Regions from separate parts of the Muntiacus reevesi genome. Here all the other regions are linked to region 3. Evidence: chromatin contacts called from public Hi-C data. All regions are on one chromosome and are shown on one strand. The core of a region is the stretch at or near the end of the contact, and the rest is flanking DNA. Distances in the headings are between cores, read along the strand shown.

Region 1 (4,338 bases), core at 329-2,828, 230 kb after region 3:
AGAAGTTTCTTTGATATCTAAACGTTATTAAGCTATTCTGCTAAAATATTCATGCAGTGATCTGAAAAAAGCAACTTTTGCAGTTACCATTGCGGATAAAATAAAACATTAACAATACATTTTCCCATTCTCACTGTCATCTCACAAAAGTAACAAAAAAACCATAACAGCTTCAATAAAGAAAAGATTGTGGTTGCTGTTCTTATTTTTAAAACAGAAAACACGAGGTAAAGGAAATTGAAATCAGTCTAAATGCGTAAGACCGGCCCCTAAGTTCTAGCGACACGCTTGCATTGATTTCCTTTCTGAAAGCAGAAATGCAAACGAACAAACCACCTGCTTTTGGACAGCTCAACTCAGGGCTTGCTCGCAAGCCAACTGAGTTTTCTACAAAATCTTAAGCGTAACTAAGCATAACTTCTCTTTGATTAAATGCAGCGAACTGAGGGGCAAGAAGTCATTTACAAATACCTAGAAGCTGGCTTATAACTTTATTTTGTATGGTTCTCCGAGGGGGGCTGTAAAGAGGGAAGTAAGTAAAGCGAATAACGAGTTCTTCCAATATGAGGGACTCTTACAGGAGGTACCGAATATAAGCCTTGCCCCAAAGAGTCTCCTAAAACCAAAACAAACGAGTAAGAGAAAAAATTTTTGAATCCAGGAAGTAGGATCATTTTCCATTAAGTATCTGAAAACGAAGAGGCCCGGGCAGTGAACAACAACTTGACTCTGGCTTTTTTAATGAACTAAGTCCCTTTCAGAGAGGAGGGAGGATGAAAGGGCCGGCAGTTAGGTCTATCTTACCCAGCACTTCGCTGAACCCGGCTGTTAAGCTCGGCACACCTTCCTTCCCAGACCGGCCTCTCCCGCCTGGGAGAGAATTCCTCCTCTTTTTTGGCCACCGAACCCCCTACCTACCGGCCCCTCCTCACGGACCCTGGCCCGAGACGCGCCTCCCGGGGGCCTCCGCTGCCCGAAACCCGGCCCCTTCGGGCACCCGGAGTCCCAGCTGAGGGAAACCGACCAGCTGCTGCCGCCAGCGGATAAGGCTACCGCTCCGCCGCCGCCGGGGCCGGCCTGCGAGCCGGCCACCTGCAGGGCCTGGCGGGCGCCCGAGATTCCCCTCCTTCCCGGCGGCCCGCGCCGGGACAGGGCAGGCTCGGCGGCCCCTCAAGGAGGCGGGGCAGGCCGGCGGCCCCTCGCGACCCGCGCTGACCTGCCCGCCTCCTCACGCCCCCCGCCGACCCAGCCGGCAGGCCCCCCACCCCGGCTCCCGGGCGTCCTGCGGCGTCAGCGCCACCCCCACAGCCGCTCACCCGGGCCGGGACAGTCTTGCGTCGGAGAGACCGCGCAGCGCGAGAGGGCTCGCGGGGGGAGGTGGCCGGAGGGAGAGGAAGGGGAGCGCGCCCAGCACCGCTTCAGCCTCCTCCACCCGCCGAGGAGGGGAAAAGCGAGAGCCGGCAGCACAACAGCCCGCGCCTCGCACCCGCCGCCGCCGCCGCGCGCGCCCGCCGCCTCTGCCTTGAGGGAGGCCACTACGCCTCGTGCTCGCGCACGCCGCGCACTTCTCCCAGTCGCCCCAGCGCCGCCTGTTCCGCGCAGCCCCCGCCCACTCGCCTTCCTACCCCGGCCTCCAGACCGCCTCCCCACCTCCCCACCCGCACGCGCGCCTGCGCCTCTTCCGGTTTCGCGGGCCAATGGCAGCGCGCCCCTATTACATAAGCGCGAGGGGCGAGGCCTGGCCGGGAAGGCGGCCTCTCAGAGACAGGAACGGCAGGGGACGTCGCGCTCTGTCCCCGGCGCCCCTCCCCTCCGGCGTGCTCCTTTCTAGGCGGCTTCAGCCGGCCCCGGGAGCCGCGTGATCTCGGTCCTGTCGGGTAACGGCCTGCAGTGTGATTCACAGGTCGCTTGCTCACTGACTCAGGCGGCGGCCCGGCCTCAGCCCCCGCGCCCGTTCCTTCTCACGAGTCTCCAGTCTCGGCCTGGTGGAAGCGTGGTGTTGGTGGTGGTTGGGGGGGGTTCCAGAGAGGCGCGCCAGCGCCGCGGCGGCGTGGGTTACCGACCTGGGAGCCAGCCACCCGGGCGCACCGCCGCCGCCGACCCCGCCTCCAGTGAGGCCAGCGGGCCGGGAGGGCCTTGCCTGGGACGCGCAGCCTTTGTTCTCTCACAAGCTGCCTTTTACCTCGTTCCCACGGAAACCCCGGTTGTTTGACCAATCTGAGGGTTTTAGTGAGTTCACGATTCACGCCTGACTGTCTCACTGAGAACTGTCGGCTAGACCTCCCTGACTGTTTCAGGCTGACTACTTAACAATATACTGAGTTGTTAACATTTAAGGGAATGGTTGAGATGATTTGGGGCGGGGGGCGGGGAGGGGAGCCGGGAGTCTTGATTTACAAGCCACAACTGGTAATTTCTAATAGCTGAATCAAGAGAGATGGCGATTGTAACGATTATTAAAGTTTATCTGGAAAAGACTTGCTAGACATTGGCTTTTTTTCCCCCTCGCCCTCCGCACCCCCAACACACATTGGTTTTTAGTTAGAACTACAGATAAAACAACAAAGAAGGCTCTTACATTTGACGTTCCCACCTTGCCCATAGCCTCCGCTTACCCAAATTTGTCAGTGGGCAGGAAAATGTTAGTTGAACATAGTACAACGCAAGTTACCTGGATTGGGAAATGTATAGTCACACAATTGTTTAGCCAGGGAGGAGTTAACTGCTGATTGCATTTGGGTGGCATAAGACATGGATCTGGTTGTTCAGTCCTTCCTTTTCATCCTCATTTCAGTTCCTCTTGCCTTTTCATGCCCTCCCATATTGCAGTTTTAAAGTCACGTGTTCAAATCAATATTTCTCCAGTATTCAATTGTAAGCTCATTTGTGCCTCTATATACCCAATGCTTCAGTTCAGTGCAGTTCAGTTCAGTCGCTCAGTCCTGTCTTGACTCTTTGTGACCCCATGAACCGCAGCACGCCAGGCCTCCCTGTCCATCACCAACTCCTGGAGTCCACCCAAACCCATGTCCATTGAGTCGGTGATACCATCCAACCATCTCATCCTCTGTCATCCCCTTCTCCTGCCCTCAGTCTTTCCCAGCATCAGGGTCTTTTCAAATGAGTCAGCTCTTTGCATTAGGTGGCCAAAGTACCAGAGTTTCAGCTTCAACATCAGTCCTCCCAATGAACACCCAAGACTGATCTTTAGGATGGACTCGTTGGATCTCCTTGCTGTCCAAGGGACTCTCAAGAGGCTTCTCCAACGCCACAGTTCAAAAGCATCAATTCTTCGGTGCTCAGGTTTCTTTATAGTCCAACTCTCACATCCATACATGACCACTGTAAAAACCATAGCCTTGACTATAGGGACCTTTGTTGACAAAGTAATGTCTCTGCTTTTTAATATGCTGTCTAGGTTGGTCATGATTTTCCTTCCAAGGAGTAAGCATCTTTTAATTTCATGGCAGCAGTGTGGTGATTTTGGAGCCCAGAAAAATAAAGTCAGCCACTGTTTCCGCTGTTTCCCCATCTATTTGCCAAGAAGTGATGGGACCGGATGCCATTATCTTAGTTTTCTGAATGTTGAGCTTTAAGCCAACTTTTTCACTCTCCTCTTTCACGTTCATCAAGAGGCTCTTTAGCTCCTCCTCACTTTCTGCCATAAGGGTGGTGTCATCTGCAATAGCTGAGGTTATAGATATTTCTCCTGGCAATCTTGATTCCAGCTTGTGCTTCTTCCAGCCCAGCATCTCTCATGATGTACTCTGCATATAAGCTAAATAAACAGAGTGACAATGTGCAGCCTTGACCTACTCCTTTCACGATTTGGAACCAGTCTGTTGTTCCATGTCCAGTTCTAACTGTTGCTTCCTGACCTGCATATAGGTTTCTCAAGAGGTGGGTCAGGTGGTCTGGTATTCCCATCTCTTTCAGAATTTTCCACAGTTTATTGTGATTCACACAGTCGAAGGCTTTGGCATAGTCAATAAAGCATAAATAGATGTTTTTCTGGAACTCTTGCTTTTTTGATGATCCAGTGGATGTTGCCAATTTGATCTCTGGTTCCTCTGCCTTTTCTAAAACCAGCTTGAACATCTGGAAGTTCGCAGTTCATGTATTGCTGAAGCCTGGCTTGGAAAATTTTGAGCATTACTTTACTAGCATGTGAGATGAGTGCAATTGTGCAGTAGTTTGAACATTCTTTGGCATTGCCTTTCTTTAGGATTGGAATGAAAACTGACCTTTTCCAGTCCTGTGGCCACTGCTGAGTTTTCCAAATTTGCTGGCATATTTAGTGCAGCACTTACAGCATCATCTTTCAGGATTTGAAATAGC
Region 2 (3,931 bases), core at 919-3,418, 200 kb before region 3:
AGGCATTTGGAACTACCGCCTACAGAGCAAAGGGCAGAAAAACCTGCAGTGCAGTTTTACAACTTGGTGTGGTTCAACAGCCTGTCTACCCCCAAATCTCATTATTAACTTTACCTAGTGAAAAACTGATCACAAAATAATTCCTTGACGAGATAAAAGTTTTAAATTCCACCTTCAAGGCCTTTCCTACGAAAACTAATTCCATATGCTTTATAATACTTGACATATATTCAAGTAGCCAAGGGAAAAAAGGGCAAAAATGGATCATAAAATTAAGTGAAAATGACTTTTCCAAGTCAATTGATTCAGCTATAAAGAAAAATCCTGGCAACTCATCAGGCCACATATCTATTTGCCAAATATTCGAATTTTTGTGAACTGTTTAAAAATATAAGGTTAATCGCCATCTTTTTCCCCATACATTCAAACTAATTAATCCCTTCCTTTTCACTCAATCATTCCCCATAATGTATGAATATAATGGACCACTTTTATAAGGAAATCACCACTAGAATACCACATAAGTATAATGGTCTAGTACACACTACACTCACAAGCAACATTTTAGTCAAAATTGGGGACGACTTTTTAAAGTAAAATCTTTCAAAACCAGAGACGATTTCAGGAGATGGAAAAAAACAAACCCCGAATTACCAGTACCACGAAACTAACTAGATTTTAAAAATCAAAACTAACTAAATTGCCTGAGAAAACGATGGGTCATCTTCTACATCCCCTCTCTCCAAACTTGCTGCTTCAAGAACTGTCTGAACTAAGGGAAAACCCCCAAAGCAACGTCTGGTTGGTAATTTACACTTCTGGAGCCGTCAGTCACACACACGTTAGTGAGAGTGGTCGCAGAAACCTGAGGACGACCACCAGAGCACCAGATTAACTTTATTCCAAGTCCCCGCGGCTTCCCCAGGCGACTGGACCCGCGACAGGGTACAGGCCTCGGGCCTGGGAGGTTACCGGGTTCAACACGTGGTATTTTTCGAGCACTGAAATGCACTTCCTCCCTGTCCTGGGGCGCCGGCAGGAGCCTGGGGGTGGTGGGAGCGCCTCCACCGACTACCGGAGAAGGGGATCGGCGCTCGACACCCTCAAGATCTCGCCGCTACCTGGGGGAGCACCGGGTCGTGTTAGAACCCAACCTCACCCACCCTCCGGGCGCGTCATCACCCTAAAGTTTGAGCGCTGCTGAGGCCGAGAAAATGGTCGCGGAAAAGGAAGTGGCCGGGCGCGCGAGGGGCGTGCGGCTGCCGGCGGCGCGGGCCCCGGCCGGCGCGAGGAGCCGGGGTCCTGACGCCCCAGCCTCTGCCCGCTGGCCTCGGGTGGGGTGACATGCCCTCCCGCCCCCTCCCCCCCGGGCCCGCCGGCCTAGCCCGCCCGCCGCCGCCTGAGCCTCATGGCCGCTCGCCCGGCCGCCCGCCCGCCGGGCCCGGCTCTCACCGTCCGCCGGCTGCTGGAAGTTCACATACGCGTAGCCCAAGGAGCGGCGGGTGATCATGTCCCTGCAGACCCGGATGGAGAGGATGGGCCCGGCCGGGCTGAACTTCTCATAGAGCATCGCCTCGGTCACATCGGGGTGTAGGTCCCCCACATAGAGCGAGGCCATGGGGTAGCTGGGGGCGCTGGGGTTCATCTCGGCACGGCTGCAGGGCCACAGGCCGCGCGACCTTTCCCGTCAGAGGAGGGGAGAGAGTGCCGGGGCCGGGGGGCCGGAGCCGGGGGGTGGGGAGCGGGGGCAAGCGCAGAGGGACAAAAATCAAGCGGAATCGGGAACTACTCAACGGCCGCAGAATCGGGTCGATCCGCTGCCGCTGGAGGCTTGGCTGCTGGCTGCCGGCTGGGGAGCGAGGGTGGTGGTGTCGGGTCCGGGCAGCGGGAGAAGGCCTCGGTCTCTTGGTTCCTTCTTGGAGCTGCTGCGGGGCCGCGGGCGGGCGGGTCGGTCTCGGCTGCTTCACCGGGTTATTTTATAAAAGAGGAAGGAAAAAAAAAATAAAAGTCTCCGGCGGGGAGACGCGGATTTTTTTGTAAATTTTTTTTGGGGTTTTTTAAAAGATTTTTTTAGATTTTTTTTGGATTTTTTTAATAATAAATGTGTGTTCCGAGCCCGGAGCACACACTCCGCACTCTCAGCACTAACCGCCGGGGAGAAGGGGAAGCACCGCCTCCTGCACCCTCTACTTATACCCCCCGCCGCACTCGCCCCGCCCCCCGCGCGTCTGACGCCAGGGCCCTACGCGAGCGTCAGCGCCGGAGGGGGAGGAGACAAGGAGGCGGAGGGGGAGGAGGGAAGAGAAAAACAGGAGGAGGAAAAAGAGCAGAGAGGAAGGGAGAGGAAGTGGCGGCGGCGGCAGCGGCTGCGGTTGTAGTGGGTGGGGCTGGGGCGGAGGGGCGGGGCTTCTGCGCACGCGCCGGGGTCGGGGGTGGGGGTGTGGGCGGGCCCCGCGCGGCGTAGGACCCGTGGGGGAGGGGAGGGGAGGGCCGGCTCGCGGGCGTCTCTCTGAGGAGCCGGGTGGGCCGGCCCCTCCTCCCACACACCCCGCCCCACCTCCACCGGGTAGAGGCGTTGAGCCGTCACCAGGGCGGTGGGCGGTGCGCGGGGCTTCCGGGTTTCTCGGCGCTTAACTACCCCCCACGTGCGCGACCCCCAAAGGCCCTCTTCCCGCCGCAGCCAGTCGTTCCACTCGCCCCCACCCCGCCCCCTAGGGTCGCCAGGCGGGAGTGGGCCGGCGTGATTCCCCCAGGCCTAGTTTCCGCAACGTGGGCGAAAAGGAGCCCAAGCTGGCTCCCCGGTTCTCCTACCAGACCGCACTACGAGTCCCAGCGGGCAGCGCCGCCACGCGCCTCGGCCGCGGAAGCGGTGCCTGCTGGGAGCTGGAGTCTTCAACGGCCGCGGCGCTCGCTGACCCCCAACCGGCGGCGGGTCCTGGCCGCCCGCTCGGGGGCTCACCCATCCCCAACCCCCGCAACCGTTCCAGCTCCGGACCTGGGTCGTGCTTCCAATAGAGGACCGGGGTGCGGAGGGGCTCTCGGACTCCGGGGCCTCTCCATTCCGAGCCCTTAAGACTCTTACCGGGTCTCCCATCTGGGCGCTGTCGTTGGTCAGCGTGATTTTAATTTGGGCAAACTATTTTGAGGTCTTTGTCCGCTTCCCTTTTTAAAGTACCGTGATCACAGTTCACTTAAGAGGTCAGGGTGGAGTCACTGATTTCGTGCTACTTCTGCCAGCAATTTGAAACAGAGAACAGGACTCCAGAAAAATGTTTTCCTGCAAAGTGCGAGTCTGTCACAGTCGTACATGGCTTCACAGACTTGCAACCAGGCATAATTAGAAATCGCCTAAACGCAGTATTAAAAATCTGTACAACAGTTGTGGAGTTAGTTGGGAGCTTTAATAGGAAGGCTATTGCAAAAATACCAGTTGATAGGAAAGACATTAAGTCAACATGCAAATCCGACTTCAAAGTAGTAGTGAACTTTACAATTTTTACACTTGATCTTAGCCAAAAGGCCGAGAAGAGATGTACTTTACAATTTTTAAAGCTTTAGCATCTTTTGTTCCCTACAGCAATCTTGTGTGGAAAGTGGAGCGAGAAGTAATAATTTTATTTTACTGTTAAGAGAACGGTCTCAAATGACTGTCCAATTCATTCTTTAATTCAGTAAACTTTCAGGCACGTTAAATATATCTTTGGTTGTGGACTGGGTACTTGATTCTCAATTCAAATTTAAACCTGAAGAATCCCACATAAGTGCTATTTTGCCCCTATCTTGGTAGGAAGAAGATAATACTGATATTTTGGAAAACAAGTTACCTTATGTATTTTATTAGGTAAAAGAGCAAGACTGGAGACTGAGAACTGTGTATTAGGAAGACAGATCTTATCCTAGATGACAAATCACCATTCACTCTATTAGAACT
Region 3 (3,894 bases), core at 914-3,413:
TCAGAAAGATCCTGAAGCAGCACAGAGAGATATTAGCCCCTACAGTGGTCCCAAAGGGTGGTCCCAAAGGGTACATGACTTACGATGAAAACAGGAATCACTGTCACTCACTATGGGAACTGACTCCCTTTCTTTACCTTCCCAGGGAAATCCCACAAAACATTTCTTTTTAAAAAACCAAATCGGAACCAATCCTTTGTATTTAAACAACTAGATAGCTAGCTTAAATAGGAAGTATACTGTTTTCAATGTCAAACCCCAAATCTATTTTCGCATAACCTCTCCACCCCTTTCTTGCAATTACCAATTCTCCCCCCCTAAAAATCAAAAAAGGCTCTCCGGCTAATGCTACTTCAAAAGAAAATTATCTACAACCAGTACAAAGGTTCCTCTCCCAAACCCCTCAGTAACGAGGGGAAGTGGACAAGGTTTCTCAAAGAATAAGCAGCGCTCCCAGGACTCGCCGCACCCATTTAACCCTTCACCGCCGGAAGACTTCGAGGTGGGTGAAACGACAACGGGCCGTCTGTGACTTTAAAGGGCAAACCCTTCCGTCCGCGCCAGCCGCAACCCCCCTCCTTGGCTCCGCCCAGGCTGGTGCCTCCGCGCGAGTCCTCGCTTCTCCCTCTTTGTCATGGCGGATCTGTGTCAAGGAGCCCAACCTACTGCCTAGTGTTAATTCCCCCACCGGGGCCGGGGTGGGGGAGGCGCGGGGAAGAGGCGCGCGCCCCCGCCTGCGTTGGGAATCGGGAGCCGCCCGCTCGCCTCGAGGGCACGGACGCCGGGGCCGCCCCCCCGCAGAAGCGGAACCACGAGCGGCCGACCGCGGACACACCCCACTCTCCCGTCGGCGTCCGTCCGCCACCGGCCGCCGCGGGTGCTCCTTTAGTCTCCGGGGGCCCGACAGCTGCAACCGGTGGGGGAGGGGGCGAGCCACACCCAGGCGAGCCCGGCCGCCGCCGGCTGTTACGCGCGGGCTCACCCGCCCCGCCGAGCGGGGTCCCGGTCGATACACACCAGCGCACGGACCTTCACGTCTACCAGGCCCCCCCACCCCCGGGAGGACGAGCGAGTCCTGTGGTCCCCCGTCTTCCCACCCTCAACGCTATCCCCTACCTGGGCTCCGAACACCGCCGCCCCCCCTCCACGCGGAGACAGAAAGCCAGCCCCATCCCCCCCACCACGCCGGGAATATTCAAGTACTCCCCGCCCCCCCCCCACCACCACCCCCGCGGAACCCGGGAAATTCGGCTCGAGGTCTCGGGCGAGCCCCACCCCGGGACCGGCTCGACAGAAGCACGGCCTCGCCCCGCTCTACCTGGCGGGCGCTTCCGGGCCGCCTTGGCTCGCAGCCCCGTGACCAGGGCCGACACTCCCGCCGCCGCCGCCGCCGCCGCCCAGGTTGGGGAGGAGGGCTGGGTGCCACCGCAGCGCCGGGCGCGGAGGCTGCGCCGCCGAGAGGGCGGGAGAGGCGGGGGGAGGGGACGGGGGGCGGCGGGGAGGGGGCGGCCTCACCTGCGCCACTGCAATGCCCGCGGCCGCCGAGTCATTCTCTCTCGGGCGGAAGCGGGCAGTGGGGCGGCGCGGAGGAGGGGGCTGTCGGGGGGTGGGTGGGGGGTGCGAAAAAGGAACGGATCGCGCCCGGCGCTGCCTCGGTCACCCTCGGGAGGCCTGCAACCGGGCGGGTCCCTGGGGGAAACCTGGCGTGCGGTCGCCCTACCCACCACCCCCTATCCCCGGGGACCGGATCAGACCGGGCGCCCCTCCGGGCCGAAGCGTCGATGCGGAAGCAAGTAGCCAGAGGCTGCCGCGAGCCGCCCGCCAGAACCCAGCGGAAGAGAAGCCGCCGCCCGTCTCCGCCTGAGGAGACTCCGCCTCAGCCCAGCGCCGCTCCCCACCGCGGGCGAGCAGGGCTTGAGGGGATGCGGAGCGGGGACTGTTCCCGCGCTTTCGAATGCTTGGCCTGGGACAGGAAGGAGCGGGGCGAGGCGGCGGCGGCGGCTGAGTCCCTTACCTGTGTCCGGAGTAGGTGGCGACGGACGGACGGGGATCAGCAGTCTCTGGGCGGCAACGGCGAGGCTGAGACTCTGTCCCTGGATCTCGCAGCTCACAGGCTACAGCCGCTCCGCAGACACGGGGTTTCCTCCAATCACCAGCCCCGGCAGCAGGGGCACCACACGCACGATGACGTCAAACGCTGCTATGGCAACCGTTGATTGGTGCCCACAGCTCTGGGGGCCCAGAGCAACCGCCGCTCCCCAGCTCGCGGCCGTCCTGCCCGCCCGCGCTAGAGGGCGAGCGGAGGAGCGCGCGCGTTCCCTCGGCTCCCAACTCTCCTCCCCAGCCCTCTTGGCTTCCAACTTCTCTACTCCTGTCCTGAGGGTGCCCGAACAGAAAGCTCTTTTTTTCTTCCTCTGGTCACCAGTATCCCCACCGTTTCCCTCGCATTCCCCTCGGATCCCCCGCAACTCTTCTCCGGCTCGCTCCCCCAAAATCAGTCGGGAGGCAATTTTTCCCCACCCCCACCTTAGGGTTCGTGCGACCCTTCTGCGCCTGCGCCAGTTACTCCCTCTAGAAGGGGCGCCCGTTCGGCAACATCCGGGACCTTTCACACCCCCGCCCCCTCCCATCCGCCTGGCCCGCCCCGCCCTCCGTGTTTCGCCGCGGTAACTGCCCCCCGGGGGCATCCGAGCGGGGGCTAGATTACGAGAGCGGCTCCAAGGCACGGGCATTATGATCTGGACTTGGGGGTGCGGGGCACGGTCAAAGGGTCGGGGAGGGGCAATGTGGCGCGCTAGACCCCCAGGTTCCCCTGACACACACGCCGGGCGGGGCGATCGGGGCGCGCGGCCCCTCCCTTTCTCCTTTCCGCTGCCGCCGCTTTACCTGCTACCTCAGGGACGGCGGCCAGAGGCCTTTTAAGGCTCGGGAGAGAGGGAGGCGTCCGGTCCCAGTACGTGGACTGAGCAACCAGTTGGTTTTTCCAGTCGGGACTGGGGCATCAGTGCGCCGTGACAGCTGCGAGGAGACAATGGGTGGGCACCAAATGGGAGTGAGGTGTGGCGGGCGGAGCTGGCGGGAGGTGAGGCCTGGGAGGAGCCTCTCACAGGGCCTTCAGCCTCTGAGAGGGAAAGCCGGCGTCCTTAGGTGGAGACTTTGAGGGGGCTCGAGGCCATAACAAGACAGGAGGCATAGAGGTTTGACTGTATTCCCTCGTTTTTCGTAGGTTGAATTTTTTTCTCTCCAAAATAAGAGACCTCATGCTTCCGTGGTTTAAAACGTGATTACCTGTTTTCTCCTGAGGGAGGGACGTGCTGTTCCCAGGGCCCGGGTTGACCCAGCGGGCGGTGGGCCGCGGGCGGGGTGAGGAGCAGGGACCAGGAGCCAGGAAGAGCGGAAAGAGAAGGGCGGAAATTGCAGGTGCCGCGTTTACGTGCCAACCTAAAACGGTAGGGCCTCCACCCAGTCAACTTCAGGAAGTTCAAAGACATGCATTCACTGTGTGAAATGTCTTTGATCCGTCTTCCTTTAGGTAAGTGTTAGAACTTAGAAAACATTAGTGCCTGGATGACCTACCAAACCAATTGCAAAAGTCATTGAGAGTTTCTAGAACTCAAGAACTCTTTCTGCTACCCATGTGTGAGCTCCATCTTGGCCTCATTGACTTTTCCAACATCACTTTATTAAGCACCTACTGTGGTGGTTTGGTCGCTAAGTCGTGTCCGACTCTTTTGTGACCCATGAATTGTAGCCTGCCAGGCTCCTCTGTCCAAGGGATTCTCCAGGCAAGAATACTGGAGTGGGTTGCCATTTCCTTCTCCAGGGGATCTTCCCGACCAGCGAATCGAACTAGGTCTCCTGCATTGTAGGCAGATTCTTTACCAACTGACCTAC

What was found. Hi-C and Micro-C count contacts between places; a contact is called where the count stands out from the background.
Region 1: a Hi-C map of muscle shows a contact between it and region 3, with 4 times the contacts expected there. The contact joins the promoter of ZNF706 here to the promoter of YWHAZ in region 3. A contact is called at or near these places in 2 of 3 Hi-C or Micro-C datasets (blood and muscle).
Region 2: a Hi-C map of blood shows a contact between it and region 3, with 3 times the contacts expected there. The contact joins the promoter of PABPC1 here to the promoter of YWHAZ in region 3. A contact is called at or near these places in 2 of 3 Hi-C or Micro-C datasets (blood and muscle).

What each region holds. Positions count from the first base shown.
Region 1 is chr12:17,743,968-17,748,305 of mMunRee1.1, forward strand. ZNF706 (zinc finger protein 706) reads right to left here and starts at 1,579. Exons shown (of 4, transcript XM_065902831.1): 1 at 1,317-1,579.
Region 2 is chr12:17,312,391-17,316,321 of mMunRee1.1, forward strand. PABPC1 (poly(A) binding protein cytoplasmic 1) reads right to left here and starts at 2,169. Exons shown (of 15, transcript XM_065902495.1): 1 at 1,453-2,169. The coding sequence starts at 1,645.
Region 3 is chr12:17,516,918-17,520,811 of mMunRee1.1, forward strand. YWHAZ (tyrosine 3-monooxygenase/tryptophan 5-monooxygenase activation protein zeta) reads right to left here and starts at 2,164. Exons shown (of 6, transcript XM_065903424.1): 1 at 2,015-2,164. It overlaps LOC136145167 (a long non-coding RNA gene), which reads left to right and starts at 3,142. Exons shown (of 4, transcript XR_010658709.1): 1 at 3,142-3,532.